Linked DNA regions of Mus musculus: region 1 is linked to region 2. Evidence: chromatin contacts called from public HiChIP or PLAC-seq data. All regions are on one chromosome and are shown on one strand. Each heading gives the region's core, a stretch centred on a gene start, on an enhancer-like site or on the middle of the called end of the contact. The rest is flanking DNA. Distances are from core to core; before and after follow the strand shown. Region 1 overlaps Gm29944 (a long non-coding RNA gene). Region 2 holds the start of Lrig3 (leucine-rich repeats and immunoglobulin-like domains 3).

The links. HiChIP or PLAC-seq counts read pairs in DNA pulled down with a chosen protein or histone mark.
Region 1: an H3K4me3 HiChIP or PLAC-seq map of embryonic stem cells shows a contact between it and region 2, with 27 read pairs. The contact joins the enhancer-like site here to the promoter of Lrig3 in region 2. A contact is called at or near these places in 5 of 39 promoter capture datasets (the 3T3-L1 cell line, the HPC-7 cell line, liver and 1 more), 2 of 484 Hi-C or Micro-C datasets (both in embryonic stem cells), 5 of 115 datasets of contacts at active chromatin or transcription factors (embryonic stem cells, neural tube and stem cell-derived neural progenitor cells) and 2 of 9 other capture datasets (embryonic stem cells and pancreatic islet).

What each region holds. Positions count from the first base shown.
Region 1 is chr10:125,915,069-125,921,587 of GRCm38.p6, reverse strand. Gm29944 (a long non-coding RNA gene) reads left to right here. Exons shown (of 4, transcript XR_380919.1): 2 at 3,670-3,886. Among named protein-coding and RNA genes, the nearest start is that of Gm29944, 20 kb to the left of the region's middle. Within about 2 kb of position 4,572, at least 29 of the 459 cell types and tissues checked have an H3K27ac peak or open chromatin away from gene starts, as enhancers often do. A contact at or near this core is called in embryonic stem cells, where this site is marked.
Region 2 is chr10:125,961,971-125,968,295 of GRCm38.p6, reverse strand. Lrig3 (leucine-rich repeats and immunoglobulin-like domains 3) reads right to left here and starts at 2,077. Exons shown (of 19, transcript NM_177152.5): 1 at 1,585-2,077. The coding sequence starts at 1,820.

The sequences.
Region 1 (6,519 bases), core at 3,323-5,822, 49 kb after region 2:
AAGGGCTTTTGAAGTGGAAAGGATTAGATAGTGTGAGAGGTTAGTTCACCCATACGACGCATACATAAAGTGAGAACATTTTAAGGATTTGCAAAACTTTGCATGGCACGTTTATTTTAAGCAATGCATTTAGATCATCTTTACCAAATAATTGTTACAGTCCGAACTGGGTTGAACCAGTTCTATAGCACAGAGCCTTTCTTTGTGTTTTCGGTAGATATCAATCTGTAATTAATTATTTGGGTCACTTCTTGAAAAGAATGAGTGTCCTCAGCCTTATCATTACATTTATTATTACGTCATTCTCATGTGTTAATCACAGGGAGTATTAATTATCCGTATTTATAGAGCTGAGGGGTGTTCTGTAGTAGCTGAGAGAATGCTCCTGCTCCAAGGTTAGTCATTCAGCAAACACACGGGCATTGTCATGTCTTAGAGATTTAAATTTTCTTAGTACCTTTCCTCAAGTACATTAAATATCTTAATGAATTTTTAAAATACTTGTATAATTAAAATATTACTCAGGTTAGATTTATTAATTCATCTTGCAGATAGCGAGAAAACTATTAGAGATAGACCACATAGTGTGTTACGAATGGGCACAATGTATATGTGTCTGTATGCATGTGTGTGTGGTGTGTATTTATGTATGTGTGTGTGGTGTGTGTAGTGTGTGTAGTTTGTGTGTATGTATGTGTGTGTATATATGTGTGTGTATGAATGTGTGTGTGCTCTGTGTATATATATATGTGTGTGTGTGTGTGTGTGAATGTGGTGTGTGTATTTATGTATGTGTATATGTATGTGTGTGGTGTGTATGCATATGTATGTGTGTATGTGTATGTATGTGTGTGTATGTGTGTGTGCATGTTTGTGTATGTAGTGTGTACATATGTGTGTATTTGTGTGTGGCCTGAGTGTGTATGTGTGTGTGGTGTGTGTGTGTATGTATGTATGTATGTATGTATGTATGTATGTATGTGTGTGTTTATGTGTGTGTGTCATATGATTCATTCAACATCTACCTAGAAACTACTATAATAATTACATCTGGCACCACGAAAGTAATCATTCACATGGATTTCATTCCCTTAGTCACTGTATGGTATTAAAAAGTGATAGATTTTCAAACAAATAGTCACAGAAAAGAGTGATCCTGGTGCAGCTGAGACAGACAGGCGCCCTAGTGATCCTGGGGCAACCGAGACAGACAGGTGTCCTAGTGATCCTGGGGCAGTTGAGACAGAGCATCCTAGTGATTCTGGGGCAGTTGAGACAGGCTCCCTAGTGATCCTGGGGCAGCTGAGACAGGTGCCCTAGTGATCCTGGGGCAGCTGAGACAGGCGCCCTACTGATCCTGGGACAGCTGAGACAGACAGGCATCCTAGTGATCCTGGGGCAGTTGAGCCAGGCTCCCTAGTGATCCTGGGGCAGCTGAGACAGGTGCCCTAGTGATCCTGGGGTAGCTGAGACAGGCGCCCTAGTGATCCTAGGGCAGCTGAGACAGGTGCCCTAGTGATCCTGGGGCAGTTGAGACAGGCTCCCTAGTGATCCTGGGGCAGCTGGGACAGGCTCCCTAGTGATCCTGGGGCAGTTGAGACAGGCTCCCTAGTGATCCTGGGGCAGTTGAGACAGGCACCCTAGTGATCCTGGGGCAGTTGAGACAGGTGCCCTAGTGATCCTGGGGCAGCTGAGACAGGCTCCCTAGTGATCCTGGGGCAGTTGAGACAGACAGGCATCCTAGTGATCCTGGGGTAGTTGAGACAGGCACCCTAGTGATCCTGGGGCAGTTGAGACAGGTGCCCTAGTGATCCTGGGGCAGCTGAGACAGGCTCCCTAGTGATCCTGGGGCAGTTGAGACAGACAGGCATCCTAGTGATCCTGGGGCAGTTGAGACAGGCTCCCTAGTGATCCTGGGGCAGCTGGGACAGGCTCCCTAGTGATCCTGGGGCAGTTGAGACAGGCTCCCTAGTGATCCTGGGGCAGTTGAGACAGGCACCCTAGTGATCCTGGGGCAGTTGAGACAGGTGCCCTAGTGATCCTGGGGCAGCTGAGACAGGCTCCCTAGTGATCCTGGGGCAGTTGAGACAGACAGGCATCCTAGTGATCCTGGGGCAGCTGAGACAGACTCCCTAGTGATCCTGGGGCAGCTGAGACAGGCTCCCTAGTGATCCCGGGGCAGCTGGGACAGACAGGCATCCTAGTGATCCTGGGGTAGTTGAGACAGGCTCCCTAGTGATCCTGGGGCAGCTGAGACAGACTCCCTAGTGATCCTGGGGCAACCGAGACAGACAGGTGTCCTAGTGATCCTGGGACAGCTGAGACAGACAGGTGCCCTAGTGATCCTGGGGCAGCTGAGACAGACAGACTCCCTAGTGATCCTGGGGCAGCTGGGACAGACAGGCTCCCTAGTGATCCTGGGGCAGCTGACACAGGCTCCCTAGTGATCCTGGGGCAGCTGAGACAGGTGCCCTAGTGATCCTGGGGCAGCTGGGACAGACAGGCTCCCTGGGAGAGAAGGTTTGAAAACAGCTTTGGTCAGAATCCATCAGAGGAATGTACTGAAATTAAAAGGCAAGTCTGTGAAGATCCCAAGAGTCAGTGTCTGAGGACAACCGGGTGCAGGTGACAGGACAGGAGTCACTCCTTTTTCTGCTGAGATGTTACTCATTATCTGCTTAGGAACAAGGAGGTTTGTTGACCCTTGTCACTGGTCTTCTACTCCAGGGAGATCATTTAAAGTGTGTTAGAGCAGAGGAGAGAGAAACAGAGCGACTGCAGTCTGCACAGACTGGTGCGTCTTCTGACAAGGCTTCTTGACAGTGATCCTCGGGTCTGAGGTATATTCTGTCTACTTAGGTATACACTGCTGTCCTTTCCTCATAGCTGCATTTAGCGACTTTATCGTCCTAGTTTCTAACTTGAAATAAAATGGCTGATAGCTTGACGCTAAGTCGGCGCACCTAAGGAACTTCTTATATTTATACAAAGTCAGTATTTCTAGATGATTTTAAACAAGAAAATAACAGGCATTGATAAAACTTGGTTTCTGTAAATCATGGTAGGAGAGAGAGAATATTTTATTTTGTTGTGTGTCTATATGAGTTACTATTTATATAATACTTTCCTCCCATATATTTCTTCATGGACATAAACCTTATTTAAGTAGTAATAATTATGACATCCGGATGAAACCTATAAGCAAGAGAAATTCAGCTGTATTCCTATATTATGAATTCTTACATCTGTCATATGTGAGATAGAAAAAAAAAAAACCCGCAGAGAAATGCCGAAGTCCATTTGGAGTGTCTTGTCTTTACTTGTTCGTCTGTTTCTTACTTTCTTTTTGGTTTAACACAATGTATGAAGTGAACACACAAGAGTGAAATTTTCTGTGGAAACTTTAAACATTTTGGTTTGAATTGTATCGAGTGAAAGTCGGTTTATTTAAAACATAAAGCAAAGAAAATATTTTATACAACCATTAAAAATTCTCATTTAAGAGAATAAATGTCCTGCTGTATAATCTTTTAATGTAGCGAGGATAGGATCTGAAGACAAATTCCTTAACAGAGTTGAAAATCAATTAAAGATATAATTTGTGGGATTATATTTGCTACCTAACTCGGTGAGCTTTCCTCATTATTTTTTTCCTTTTACTCCACCTAGGCACTTTGCCATTGTTTCAATACATCCAGATAAAAAACCGTCAACGGAATGCTCTTCCAATTCACTGTTGCTGTCTCCTGCCCTGCCTCTGTGCGCTGCTGCAAACTCTCAGGAAATGCCTGGCATGGGGACCTGTAATGACTTAATTACGGTGGGACGCTGAGGCTCTCCTGCTATTGCTTCCTGCACAATTTTAACACTGAGAGAAACAAATTAGGTAGGTGGCCATGAGATCATCCCGGGACAGATGCCTTAGTCACCCAACGCCTAAAACACCCAGCCAGAGGAGTAGCCTGGTCACACCTGGAGTTGCCCCTGTGATTTCTGGAGACCTCAGCAGCATTCCAGAAGCGTCCCTCAAAGCTTTGGCTTTATGTCAAGGTTCACACCCCGTGCACAGTGTGCATTCCAACCCCCGCCCCTACCCTCCTCATCCCCCATCCCGCCCTGAGCATTTTGTTTCCTTCTAAACTTGGTAGTCTCAGATGCATCGCTAGTACTGAAACAGAAAAAGAAGCTGGGTTTGTCTTTTCTTTCCCCTCCCCCCTCCCCCTCTCCTCCCCCCTCCCCTCCCCTCCCCTCCCCCCTCCCCCTCTCCTCCCCCCTCCCCTCCCCTCCCCCCTCCCCCTCTCCTCCCCCCTCCCCTCCCCTCCCCCCTCCCCCTCTCCTCCCCCCTCCCCTCCCCTCCCCTCCCCCCATCCCCCTTCCCCTTCCCCTCCTCTCCCCTTTCTTTTCTTTTGTCTTTTTTTTTTTTTAAAGAGAAGATCTTAGAACACAGCCTCAAATCTCTGCCCGATTCTCCAGAGTGCTGGAATTATAGACAGGGACTGTAGCACAAAGCTCACTTACAATTACTGATGTGTTCTCTAAAGCAAGCACTAGAAATTTTCATAGCAGTCTGGTCTTAGCAGGAAAGTACCTGGTGAAGGCAGCTTTTCCTTCTGCCGGAAATGGATACGCACCCAGTACTGTCAGGATAAGACAGGTTCCAGTTTCCACTCCAAGAAATTTCTAAATGTGTCCTCCGCTTTGGTGACCGACTAACCAGTGACTTCCAGACTCTCCCTGCCCCAGATCCTTTCTTGACATATAAACTCTTGGACAAAGGAAGGTTTCAGAAACTAAATCTCGTGGCTCAGGTGAACGAACTGCTGAATATCGTGAGCAACATCACACAGGTGCGCAGCTGGAGCCAAGGGAGAGTGTTCAGTCTAGATAACTTCTTTAAATTATCCTGACACAGCTTGCAGCTTGTTCATCTGGGAGTGTATTTAACCCGGGGTGGAGGTGGGGAGAGTGGGGGATGGGTGGAGAGAGTGGGGGGGGGATTTCCATGAAGATCACACCTTCCTTCTCTATACACGGTGAGCACCCAAGACAAGATGACAGAGATGAAAAGGAACATTTACGCTGGACTTGTCTGTGTTATAACACTTTTGAAAATATCTGTTTTTGTTGTCTTGTGATCAGTTGGGGAGAAATAACTTTTCTTCTGCTGTGTCCCTTCTATCAAATAATAATATTCAGAAAGAAATATTCAGAAAGAAAGTGTTTAAATGAATCAAGTGAGCCCTGGAGTAAATCTTGCTAGCTGTAATGTTTTTCATTGTTGAAGATCTGACAGCAAAGTGGCAGTGATTTTTTTTATATTTTATCTTAATTACATTATTTTTCCTTTCTTAAAAGAAGTCAAGATATATATATATATATATACATACACAAACATATATGAATATATATACATATATATGTACATATATATATCTTAACTATATTGATATATTATATTTATATACAATATTGTATGATTTATATATAATATATTTATGTATAATCTATTTTGATATATAGTTGTAAATATAAAGATTATATATTTAAAGGAACAAAGAAATATATAATATATAAAAATAAACAATATACACCATTAAAAAAAGAAATAAGCAAAAAAAAATCTACTCTGGAAAAAAAATTATCCAATTGGGAAGAAGGAGCTGAGAGGAATTGACACATAGCTCTAAGAAGCTAAAAATCTCAGATTGGCACATAAAGAAGGTTCCACTGGATGAGGCATTTCAGAAGCCGGATATGGTTGTGAGTGCCTCCTCAAATCTAGAGCCTTAGCACGAGGTTATCTAAGCCATGAAGACAAGGGTGGGCCAGTTGTGTCTGAGACATCCTGAATGGGACATGCCCCTGGTTGAATTGGGTATTGGATATCTATGACAGGGATGTCCAGTATCTAGGGTCATGTCCTCTAGACAAAGAAGGAATAGATATGGGGGCATGCATGGCTCAGGATATCTCTGTTGAGAGGTCTCCAAGGAGACAGCATTGAAGGTCAGAAGGAAGGAGGAGGTAGACTTGGTAGTGAGAGCTCAGATAGGGTTTGGGACAGAGCATGCCCACAGCGGATGAGGTTGGTAAGCCTGGGACAATGGGTGCTATACTTCTAAAAGCTGATCCTCATCTTTAGAGTTATTGAAGGTGTTAGACACAGTGGTGTAGTGGTTTGTAGATGTATCATCTACTCATGACGTCGACTTCTGTATTTGAGGCACCAGATACAACAAAATTAAAACAGGTATAACCTTTGATGTTGCCTATGATAGGGTTGTTTATTTGTTGATCTCAAAGGCACTTGAAATATCAGAAAGGAACTATTTATCAGTCTTGGCTCTAGATTCCCAATGAAGATGTTGGCTTACACATCCATGCTTTGGTGTTCTGTTCTGTTCTGTTCTGTTCTGTTCTTGTTCTGTTCTGTTTTGTTTTGTTTTGTGTGGTTTTGTTTTGTGATGAGGTGAACTTGTGTGTTGACTTCCCATAGAGTTTGAACATGTTCACAATCCT
Region 2 (6,325 bases), core at 828-3,327:
AATTAAAGACTGTGCTAACCAAATAAACTGTAATTTGTTTTTAGTGTGCCACCAAATTATCTGCAAAACAAAATCCTAATTAGGTCAGCTCCCTTTAAGAACGTTTAAATAGGTATCAAATCCACTCCCCCCACCCCCCACGCGCTCCCTTTTGATTCAACTCAATTTCCAATCAAGGTCCACACAGTTTTCTGAAATCCATCTACATCTAGTGGGCCACCTGTCATTGAGAAACTACTGGGTAAAGTTAGACTTCGTAAGCATTTCTAAAGGCACTCCAGGGAGACAGGGAAGGTCTTAGTTCCCCCCCCCCCCACCTCCGCCCTTCTAGCATCCATAGGTGCCCTCCCCCCATGCTCCATTCCATATGTTGTCAGTAGAGAGCCAGTCGGCTTTCAGGAAGGCAGCAGTGTGACCCCCCACCCGGCAAGAGGCAATTGAATGGAATTAGCCACAACTAATTGAAAGTCTTCCTGCTTCAGGCTCAGGTCTTTATCTCCCCTTTCACGAGTAATAAAAGCTGCTACATCAGACATTCCATAATCAGCCATTAAATATCAATCCAATTCTCGTTAATTCTATTTCCTTATTAAACTCCCTTTTAAGAGAGCGTGTTGTTTGATGGTCAACAGCTTATAACTGATGAAACAATGTAGGTTGGGACACTGGATCAAAACCACGATTTCTTAAGCCGCCTGGCCAATATTGTCAGGACCTACGAGTGTTTAAGAGCTGAGAATGTCTGCTAGGCCTAAATTTCAGAATCTTTAAGTATGAAGTGATTTGATTTCTTTTAAACGGGACAACTTCTTTTTTTTTTAAGTGCAACTTTTGCTTTTTTGCTTATGGCTTAAACGCCCCCTCCAATTTTAACAAAATTAGGGGTTGGGAGAGAATAAAGAGAGCTGACATTTGTAAGGACTCGCATTTCCAAGTAAATTATATTTTCTTCCGTGTTCTATCCACACAGTTGGCAGTGACTTCGGGGTTTCTGGCTTCCCAGCTAAAATCCGCCAAACAGCACTCAGCGCAGGCTCTAAACTTGCCCAGATCTCGGTTGTGAAAACCTACTTCCTTTGCTTAATCTACCCGATCAGTCTTCGCACCCAACTTCTCACAGTAACCAAGACGCAGACGCATTTCAAAGTGGCCCGGGAGCGAGGCTGATGGTCTGCTAATGTGAAATTAAGCACTGCGGAGAGAAAAAGTCTGTGCGGCTTTGCTTGAGCAAGGGGGGTTATAAGAGAAAGGCGCGCCTGCAGTGACCGTCTAGGGACCCTAACTAACCCCTGAGAAGCTACAGTTGGGCCAGTTTCCTACATAAACTCAGAAGAAAACTTGCAAAATACAGTGTCTCGCAGACTGGCTCCCAATCGCAGGCGTCGGGTCTGCTGGCCTAGGAGTGGCGACTCAAGAACCCACCTGCGCGGATGCAGAGGGAGACTGAGTCCCCCCACAGGGCTCCGGTAGCGGCCTGGGCGCTGTATAGTGCGCTCTGAGCCCCGGGCCTAGGCGGACTCTTCTGGTCTCGCACCCCTGGCGGGCCGGTCTCCTTCACCCCACCGGAATGATACTGATACTCACAGCCGTGTGACCCAGGCCGGGAGAGGATCGGGAAGGCGAACCAGCCGCCGCCGGCTGCAGTCCAGCAGGTCCCCGAGGCAGTGGCAGGCGGCTGGACACGGGCGCTGCGCATCGTCGTCCAAGAGCTGCCCGGGAGCCCCGTGGCCTCCGCTTCCCGCCGGGCCCGCGCGCCCCAGCCCCGCGCACAGCAGCAGTCCCAGCGCCGCGGTGGCCGCTCGGAGTCCGGGAGCACCCATCGCCGCGCGCCCCGCCGCCTCCGGTTCGGCCCGGAGCTCTACAACCTCGCGCACCCCCAAAAGCACCGACTCCCAGACCGGGCTGGACACGCCGATCGCCGCCTCGTGCTCCTGGTGGCTCAGTCCCCGCACTGAAGGCCTCGCATGCCCCTGCACAGCGGGAGAGCCAGCAGCGGAGGACCGGCAGCCACGGTGAAGGCAGCCCGAGCGGCGTCCGAGAACGGGATGGCACGCCGAGAAACTTTTCCGCCTGCGGCGGGCGGCGGGGCGCGATGTCCCGGCGCGGCGGAACGGCGAGGCGGGGCGAGAAGGCGGGCGCGCGCCCATTGGCCCGCCTGGCACCCGCGGCCACGTGACAATAACAAGGCTCCAGCCCCGAGCCGGCGCCCGGGAGAAAGTGGAGCTGAGATTGTAGGAAATTCCGAGTTACATTTTCCAGCGTCTGCAGCCAGCAGTCTCCGCTATGTCCTGAGAACCATAGATCAGATGGAATGGGAGGGCAAGAGCGAGCCAGCGAAGGAGCGAGCCAGCGAAGGACTGAGCCGGCTGGTGCTCTGAGCTGCAGTTACTTAAGGGAAACTTTAGAGAGTACAGTTAAAGTAGTTGCAGTGTTCCAAGGCCTTTCAATTCCTAGCGAGAGAACTGTGTCGATTATTATATTGTTGGCGAATGAAACAGTGGCTTTCATAAAAAAAATTAATATCGGTGCCAGTGAGGTCTTTTATGCCCATAAATTGGACATATATAATGTATATGTATGCGTATTTGTATATGATGTATATGTATAGCCTGGCAACCCAGCACTGTATGGAAGAGGCAGGCAGACCTATGAGTTTCGGGCCGGCCAGGACAACACAGTGAGACCCTGTCTCAAACGTATGTGCACATGGATGGATGGCTAGATGGATGGACAAAGGACATGGTTTGGGATATGGGAGCTTGGTTTATAATAGATGGAGCTGGAGGGAATGATAATAAATTAATAAATAACTAAATAAATTAATAAACTAAATAATAAATTAATAAATCCAAGTTGGCAATCAGATTCCAAACAATAGTAGCTAAGAAGAATAAAAGCAACCACACTAATATATGCTAAGACCTTGAAAGAAAAAGCACACGTGCGCATGCACACACGAACGCACGCACAAACACACGTGCACATGCACACACATGCTTACACACACACACACACACACACACACACACACTTACCTTAGTCTACCTGCCTTTTGAATGATGACATTCTTGACTGAAAAGTCTACCAGACTTAAATAAGCTTATCTGTCTGTGGGGTATATTGAGGGAGGAGGTAGAACCAAAATACCAGGCACCCCTGAAGTCTGTCTGGATGTACTCAGCCTGTAACCTGGGTAGCAAGGTGTTGAAAATAATGGAGACCTCAGAGTTGATCTGCTAACACCTCAGGGAAAATAGGTCCCAAAGAGATACCTAACATTTTGTAGGGTGACATAAACTAATTTTAAGGCTCTGTTTCTGTAGGTTGTTGGCTGCATGGTATCTGCCCAAGCATGTCTGTGACTTGGGTTACTTAATCAGCTAGTTGATGCAGGATGAGATAGCTGATGGAATTGAGACTTTAACCCCATGACCATTGACTTGCACTGTAGCGTTCACCTGTGTAAGCACGGCCATTCATGGGGAAATAAAAGACTCTGAAGTTGGCACACCCTAGTTTAGGTGAGATATCCCCTCCCCTTTCTTCTGCCTGCCTGTAGCTTTGCCACATTTTAGAACGATAGACAAGAAATAGCTATAATTACAGGGCTTCCATTAAGATCCACAACAATTGGGCAATGGATTTTTCAGGTTCCTCTTGCATCTTGCTTGACTAATCTGCCTAAGGAAAACCTGGTTTGCTACTCTGAAGTTTTTAAAAACAAGAGCAGTGTCAGTATACACATGCCCGTGCCGTTACATGGCGTGGGTGTCTTGACTTGCTCCTGAGATGCCAGAGACAATTGAAGTCCGTCATCGTTCGGTGACGCTGGGCTCACTTTTCCTGGGTACACTCACTTTCACTTTCCTCATGAATTAAATTTACACTTCTATGCTTATAGTCACATCTCCTCCTGATAACCTGATTTCCAGTTTAGAACTTTCTCCTAAATCACACACACACACACACACACACACACACACACACACACACGCACACGCACACGCACACGCACACGCACTCGCACATTCAAATGCAATGCATCCAGAATCATGTTTCAACATCCCTGAACCTCCCTCCTTTTCTCCCTGTGTTTTCTGACTCAAAAAAGGATGCTTCACCCCATCCAGGTAAAAACCCTAGACCCTAGAAGGCCAAGCTGCATCCTTGGCACTGTCTCCATAACCAACCAGCAGCTTCTGTTGAAGCCAACCTAGAAAGTACCTGTCTCCATCTCCTCTGCAAGCTCTGGCCCCAGGAATCAGAACACCACCTCCTTCTTCTGTCTGGTACTCCAGTTCTCAGTTCTCGCCTCACAATGCAAAGAGAGCTTCAGAAAGCTCAAACCAGGGCCTAGGATCCCACTGCCTGATGACTCTCATGGGTTCCATTGTCTTAGAAGTAAAGTTTGCAATAACCTTTTTAGTTCACTAGAGCCTCACCCCCACCCCATAAACTGCAAACTCCCCCATATACTGCATGTTTTTCTCTTTCACTTTCTGCTCCTTCAATGGCTGTCCTGATCACTCGGCCTCTCCTTAGCCTGGTCCATTTGTATATCAGGAATCCTTACCAAACACACTTCCCTAAGATCTGCTTGGATCCCCTGAACCCCCCCACCCCACCCCGACTGGCTTGAGTTTCTTAATCAGCTAGTTGTGAATACAATCAAAGCTTTTTTTTTTTTTTTTAAATCAGGCTCCCCTCTATCATATCCTTGGATAAGGTCCTGTCACTCTCTGTCCTCTCTGTAAAATCTGCTGACTATGGCCTAGGCCTCCTCTGGAGGCCACCAGGTCCTCCCTGTTATACTCTTCTTCATGTGTGGGCCCCTGACAATACCTGATCTTTTGTAAGTCCAGGCTGGTTTATGTTTATAAATCCACAATTAAATTGGGCATTGAGTTAACCAGATAAATATGAGTGTAACAAAAAGAAATACACTTATTTTTTATGCTTAGGACCTGGGAGCATGGGACATATCCTTTAAGGGTAACCACTGAAGCAACATCATCAAATTAGATTAGAAGAAAAAAAAAAAAAAAGACCATTGTAAAAATGGGAAGGAGGCACTTAGCTCCCTTAATGCTCCTGTAACAAAACACCTGGTACTGGAAACTTAAGTAAGGTTAGCACATGCAAGATCAGGGGTTAACACCTAGAGAGAACCCTCCTGCTGTACCACCCCAAGATGGTACAAGAGAGGAAAAGGGGGAAGGGGAGGAGAGGAGAGGATGAGGAAAAGGCAGTATTCATCCTTTTACCTGCTGCAGCCAAATGTTATCAATCCATCAACAACGCCAGAGCCTTCAAGAAGCCTTCGAAGTCAACATCATGGCTTTGGGGTTAAGCCTGCAGGACAAGACACAGAGGACACATTCTACCAAGGGCATTCTGGGTCTTTAGGGTCTTCGCCACAGTGGAAGTGCATTTCCTACTCTGAGGACAGTTTGTTGCCAGGTCAAGTTTGGCCCCCTTTCCCTCTCTTTCCCTCCCTTACCCTTGTTCCTTCCTTTCTGCCTCTGCTTCCAGGTGATGCAACCAAAAAGTCTTCCTCAGATGTGGGGACCTTGACCTTGGACGGCCCAGCCTCAACCACTGTGAAAGATACATCTGTTTTCTTTGCAAATTACCAGGTCATGGGGATTCTGTTACAGTGGCACAAAAATGAACTAACAATTCTATCAATTTCCCACCATTTAACCAGTAGACAGCAGAGACTCCTGAGACAGCCTTAGCGGATTGCTTGCTATTCCTGTCAGGTTAATATTCTTTTATATATACATGCCGCACCTATGGCTGGTTGAGGTGTTGTGGCTACTGTCTCATCGATAGGGCATTTAGTATGAGGTAGTCACATTCATTTTGACCGGAAGTCACCTAACATTTCAATTAAAACTTAATGATGTGCTAGGTTTCTTCTTCCTTCCGAGAGCCATGGTGTCACTGGTAGCTGAAAATGAAAACTGACTTCCCTGTGGAAAATTCCTAAATCACACCGGTTTCTTATTTATAACCTTTTCTCTGGTGAATGGTAAGTCCTGACTATTTTTCAAAACACCCACTACAGTCCATTTGTTGGTTAGTTCTTCCCAGAGCCAGAGCTGTGTTAGGTGGGACTTATGTTGTTTTTATTGTTTTGTTTTGTTTTTTTTTCTTTTGCCTCTGGTAAGTGTGTGATTTGGATGGCAAGCTCATTATACACTAGCTCTCTCTTACACACACACACACACACACACACACACACCTGCTCTCTCTCACACACACACACCCCTGGCAAGTGAGAGACTTTCTTATCTTGAGTGCTGGCAAGGCCAATGACTCA